2 separate regions of the Ovis aries genome follow, and region 1 is linked to region 2. The links are chromatin contacts, called in public Hi-C maps. All regions are on one chromosome and are shown on one strand. The core of a region is the stretch at or near the end of the contact, and the rest is flanking DNA. Distances in the headings are between cores, read along the strand shown.

Region 1 (2,711 bases), core at 40-2,539, 70 kb before region 2:
TCCGGATCCCCCATTGGTACGATGAGGAGAGGTTAAATGATCTTTAAGATCTCAGCTAGAGAAGGAAATGGAACCCCACTCCAGTATTCTTGTCTGGAGAATCCCATGGACAGAGGAGCCTGGCGGGCTACATGGGGGCTACATGGGGGCTACATGGGGTCACAAAGAGTCGAACACGACTGAAGTGACTGAGAATGCAAGATCCCAACGGTTCCACCAAATCTCTGATCAGAAGAGCCCCCAGTGAAGGTACTTGCAGCCACTCACTGTACATGCCATGGACTTATGGAGCCATTCCCCTGGGACAGGGCTCGGTAGATGGAGAAGCACCCGGGAGTCAAGCTTTCTGTTGCTAAGGTTATGTCTGCCCAGGGCTGAAAGAAAGACCTTTGAGCTCTGTCCACTGTTAGCTCAGCCAATCAACCACATGTTAATTTTTCTTTAATCCTGAGGTCAAAGGCCTTCCATGCTGTGTGTGGGAGGTGGGAGGCACAAATCCAACTATTAGTGGTGAAGGACTAACGTTTCAAAACAAATTTCTAATCCATCACAGATCTATGCTTTCATAAAATACAATAAAAATGAATCATTAGAGTAATGAAAGCCAAACCACCCAGTATCCAGGAGGAGAATGCTTTAGAATTAGAGATAGTAGGCACAAAGTTCTTCCATCAAATTGCTATAAACATCTATAAGTTGTTGCTGTTCTTGTTTAGTTGCTAAGTTGTGTCTGCCTCTTTTGCAACTCCGTGGACTGTAGCCCACCAGGTACCTGGGAAATCCAGGGAATTTCCCAGGCAAGAATACTGGAGTAGGTTGCCATTTCCTTCTCAGGGGATTGTCCTGACCCAGAGATCGGACCCAAGTCTCCTGTGTTTCCTACACTGGCAGGCGGGTTCTTTACCGCAGAGCCACCAGGGGAGCCCAAGCATTTCTAAATGCCAGGGCATGGACAGGCATCAAACCAAATCATGGCTGGTGAGGCTTCAGAGACACCCGGGGCGCATGACTGGTTCCCCAGTTCTCCTGGGTAGAGGTTCTTAGGGGAGGCTCCCTGCTCGTCCGGTGCAGAACAAGGAAAGGAAGCCTTGCAATCATCACTCTGCAAAGCCTTGCAATCATCACTCTATGACCTTGCTTCCAGTAGGACCTGTCCGGTCTCTGGTTTCTCACCTGTAAGATGGAACGCTGTCAGAATCGTAAAGGCTGACTGTGCAGACCAGCTGAGCCCAACTGGGATTTGGCTGCGGCTGCTGCTGTACTGCTGCTTTTACTGATGAGTCAGTGAAAGAGCTCATTAAAGAATGTATCTGGGGAGGCTTGAGGGCAGCACATAACTGGGGGTGTCTTGCTCAACCTGGGCTCACTTGGCTGAAGAATTTTTTTTGGCTGTACCAAGTGGCATGTGGGATCCTGTTTCCCAACCAGGAACTGAACGGGTGCCCCCCGCATTGCGAGCACTAAGTCTTAATCACTGGACTACCAGGGAATTCCCTGAAGGATGTTTTCATGGGATCTCTCTGGGATTTAAGGTGGCCATGCAGCCACCAGCCGGGGGACACAGAGGGATGGAAAGTGGTGAAGCATGCACCTCCTTTCCGTGAGCACCCTTTGGGGCCATCAGGTCCAGCTACTTCGGGAGCATGGGAAGGTGACCTTGGAAAGCACAGGGTCTTCTGCAACACTGGGTGGCCACCAGGCAAGTTCTTTCAAGCAGCCAAAGTGGGCAGGTCAGAGAGTCACAGGAGCTACTCTCTGGTCCTGTAATAAGTGAGGAGGCTTTGATCTCAGCAGGGCAGGATCACTGCCAAGGAGACAAAAATTGCCTTCTTGGGGGCTGAAAAAAAATCTTACTCTTTCTATATATAAACACAGAGAGACAAGCACAGGGAACTCTGCTCCATACTCCATGGCAGTCTGGATGGGGGGGAAGTCTGTGGAAGAATGGCTACGTGTATATGTTTGGTTGGGTCCCTTTCCTGTTCGCCCGAAACCATCACAACATTGTTAAACAGCTATTCTCCAACATAAAAAAGTTAACAGACAAAAATAAACATAGATATACAAACAATAAGTAGACAGTCATCTATGGTATTAAACTTTCTAGATGGGATATGATTTGGGGATAACTGTCTAAAACGGATCCTTAGGGGCATGAGAATTAAATAAGGGTTTGCACATACTAACCTGGAGAGTCCAAAGTCCTGCCATCATGTAGACTGATGCAGTGAGCCGTGGACTCCACTCAGATCTACACACCCAGGTCCCACTACTCGTAACAAGAAACCCCAAACTCCTGAGCACCCCGCAAACAGGGCCATCCCAGGAGCCTTCCCAGGCTGTTCCCATGTCTGCCACCCTTGAGCAAAGCCTTTGCAAAGGCCTCATGCAAAGCTTTGATTCATCTACCAGCCACTCTGGCTCGCAGAGGCCTCGAGCTTTCTTGCATTGTAAGAAGCTGCCAGCTCACCCCCAGGGCGCTGCAGGAGAAGATTTACGAGGTCTGGCACAGGCTGGTTGTCTCTCACAAGTGAAGTCCCTGCTCTAATGCCAGCTTCCAGCAGGATGTTCCAGACACATTAGCTGAATGGGGAACTCTTCCCTGCCCCCACGCTCTCCCCAGAATCCTGTCCCATGGAGAGCCTGTCTGTAGCTGCAGCATCTCCAGACACCCTCTCGCTTCCCAGCAGAGCCTCCTGACCCCTCACTGC
Region 2 (2,700 bases), core at 9-2,508:
GATGAGATGGCTGGATGGCATCACCGACTCGATGGACATGAGTTTGAGTGAACTCCGGGAGTTGGTGATGGACAGGGAGGCCTGGTGTGCTGCACTTCATGGGGTCACAAAGAGTCGGACACGACTGAGCAACTGAACTGAACTGAATGTTCACAACGTACTAAAAACAGTGCCTGGCACATAGTACGTGCTTTGTAAATTGCTTTCTGAATAAATAAAATTTAACACATGAACTGAACTTCTTCATAACTCTAACAGCTTCTTGACTGCCCCCCGGCCTCTCAACCCGGAAGCTTCTGTGTTCTTTTTCACCTTTTTGGAAAGCTCAGAGCTCCAAGCCCCTAAGCTACCTAAAGGCCTCCTGCAGCTCCCAGGTGCCTCCAGGCATCTTCCTGATGCCTCAACAGGAAGGTCCAGGCTTTTCACTCAGGGCCTCCCAGAGACTCGGAGATGCTAGGCCACTTCCTTTTATTTAAGGATGGCAGTTAATTGGGAAAATAAAAAAAAAAGAAAACAACAAGCGAAAAAGGCAAACAGGTTTATAACATTTGTAGGGCATTTTTAATGTTATACTGAGCACAGTAAAGCATTAACCATTCCCACCCACCTCCAGAGCCAACACCCCATAATTATGCTTTTGCAAGATACCCGCCAAAGGTTCTGACTCTTTCATTCCAGTCACTCAACCGGTGGGGCTACATGCGGAGAAGGCGGGAGAATTCATCAGGTCACGGTCTGGAACAAGCGAGGATGCCCCCACTCTAAAGACGAGGCCCCTGGGACAGCCCCCTCCACAGCCACTCGCCAAATCCCCCAACCTTCAACCCTGTAGGCATGGCAGGCCTCCTTGGCAACTAGGCCCGCCCTTCATCCACACTCACCAGGCTCAGCCTCTGCCCACTGCCCTCCACCCTGGCCGAGCCCACCTTACCCTAGAGGCCTAGGGCGCCCGCGCACTCGGTGGCCCCCTCCCCGAGCCGGGCCCCGCACCCAGAAATCTTCACAGGAACCGTTATCCAGTCTGCGGCACCCCCTGTGAGCGAAAGGCGCGAGTCGAAAAGTGGGATTCGGCGGCGACCCCAACAAGGTGCCCGCAAGGGGGCGCGCGTCCCGGCCCGCCGCCCTCCTGCCACGACCCTCCCAAAGCGCACGCCCGAGCGGGGCCGGCGGGGAGGCGGGGACTTGCTCCCCGCGCCACGCGGCTCGACCAATAGGAGCGCGCGCAGCAGGGCTCGGCGCCAACACCCCTCAGTGGCTGAAAAACTGGTGCGCGAGCCGCGGGGGTCGGGACGCGCACCAGCGAGCCCGCTACCGGAGCTTGCGAGGCCGGCGCGCGCTACTCCGCGGGTCCTGTGCGCGCGCCTGACCGCAGCCACTCAGCCGGCCCGCGTGCCCGGCCCCGATGGCCCCCGAGACCCCAGCCCAGGGGCCGACCCCGCGCTATTTCACCTGGGACGAAGTGGCCCAGCGCTCTGGACGTGAAAAAGAGCGGTGGCTCGTGATTGACCGAAAGGTGTACAACATCAGTGAATTCGTCCGTCGGCATCCCGGGGGCTCCCGGGTCATCAGCCACTACGCGGGGCAGGATGCCACGGTGAGCACTGCCAGACGGGGGCACCGGAGGAGGCGGGACCGGACGGCTAGAGCTGGAGGCTCAGCGTGCGAGACAGGAAGTTTGGCAGTCGTGGCTGAACACTCTCTAGTTCTGGGGAAAGCCGGGAGGCGCAGGAGCGTACCTGTTGCTGGGTGACTGGGTGTGCTGCCAAATCGGGATGCAAGGGCAGGAGAGGCGGTGAAAAAGGGGAGTCTGGGGAGTAGGGACGGAGGCTGGCAATGTGCACGCACAGACAAAGGGCCGCGCCACCGCTCTGTGGGCTCTGTTTGCGGCCCGGAATCTGCTGTCTCGAAGCGTGGGCAGGCCGGGGAGCAGGGCTAGGAGGGAGAAGAAGCTCCGGGGCGCGGGGCTCCCCGACGGCGGACCTGTCGAGACCGAGGGAGGAGGGGTCAGTGGCGGGGAGAGGGATTCTTGATCTGTCTGGGTGGCTGGCAGGGAAGCGCAGCGGCGTCTGGACCGAGCGTGCCTGGCTAGGCTGGCGAGTGGAGGCAGGACGGAGAACTGAGTTGGGGGAAAGCCACCTGGCGTCCGCTGTCTTGGGAACCCCTGCACAGGGTGAAGACGAGAGAGGGGATGGGACAGCACTGGCCAGAGACGCCTAGCACCTGCTCGTGCCCAGGGAGGAATGGGGCCATTGTGCGGAAGGTGGGGAGCCTGCACCAGCATACACCTAGCTAGGACACGAGAGCAGTCCTGGAATCCCGTGGGGAGGTCACTCAGCCTCAGTCCAGCAGGGTCTCCAGCTATTCGCCACAGCGGACGGCTGTTTGCACTCCTGGGCTCTAAGCCCGGTGCTGGTGGCATCCCTCCCTCGGGCCAGCGCGCTCTCCAGCCCCGATTCTGCCGCTTCCCTCTCCAGACAATCTGCTAGCACCTCCCTTCAGAGTTCTAGAGCTGGGGAGGGGGGCGGGGCGGGGGGTACTCCTTGGGACCCAGAGGTTGGAGCTTTTGCTTCGCTGAGTCCTCTCACCCTATATCCTTCGCCTGGCGCCGCGACCTCTGCTACTGTTCTCAACCTTTCTCCCTGCTATCTCAGAGCGCCTCTCGGGCCACTGGGGTTCTTGTGATGTCGCGGTGGAGCCTAA

What was found. A called contact is a pair of places that touch in the nucleus more often than the background predicts.
Region 1: a contact with region 2 is called in a Hi-C map of liver, with 3 times the contacts expected there. The contact joins the enhancer-like site here to the promoter of FADS1 in region 2. A contact is called at or near these places in 2 of 16 Hi-C or Micro-C datasets (liver and skin fibroblasts).

What each region holds. Positions count from the first base shown.
Region 1 is chr21:36,882,834-36,885,544 of ARS-UI_Ramb_v3.0, reverse strand. No RefSeq gene overlaps it. Among named protein-coding and RNA genes, the nearest start is that of FADS2, 25 kb to the left of the region's middle. Within about 2 kb of position 1,289, at least 5 of the 54 cell types and tissues checked have an H3K27ac peak or open chromatin away from gene starts, as enhancers often do. A contact at or near this core is called in liver, where this site is marked.
Region 2 is chr21:36,813,271-36,815,970 of ARS-UI_Ramb_v3.0, reverse strand. It overlaps FADS1 (fatty acid desaturase 1), which reads left to right and starts at 1,258. Exons shown (of 12, transcript XM_004019593.6): 1 at 1,258-1,594. The coding sequence starts at 1,403. It overlaps LOC132658370 (a long non-coding RNA gene), which reads right to left. Exons shown (of 3, transcript XR_009597942.1): 1 at 2,586-2,700; 2 at 1,450-1,980; 3 at 539-1,033.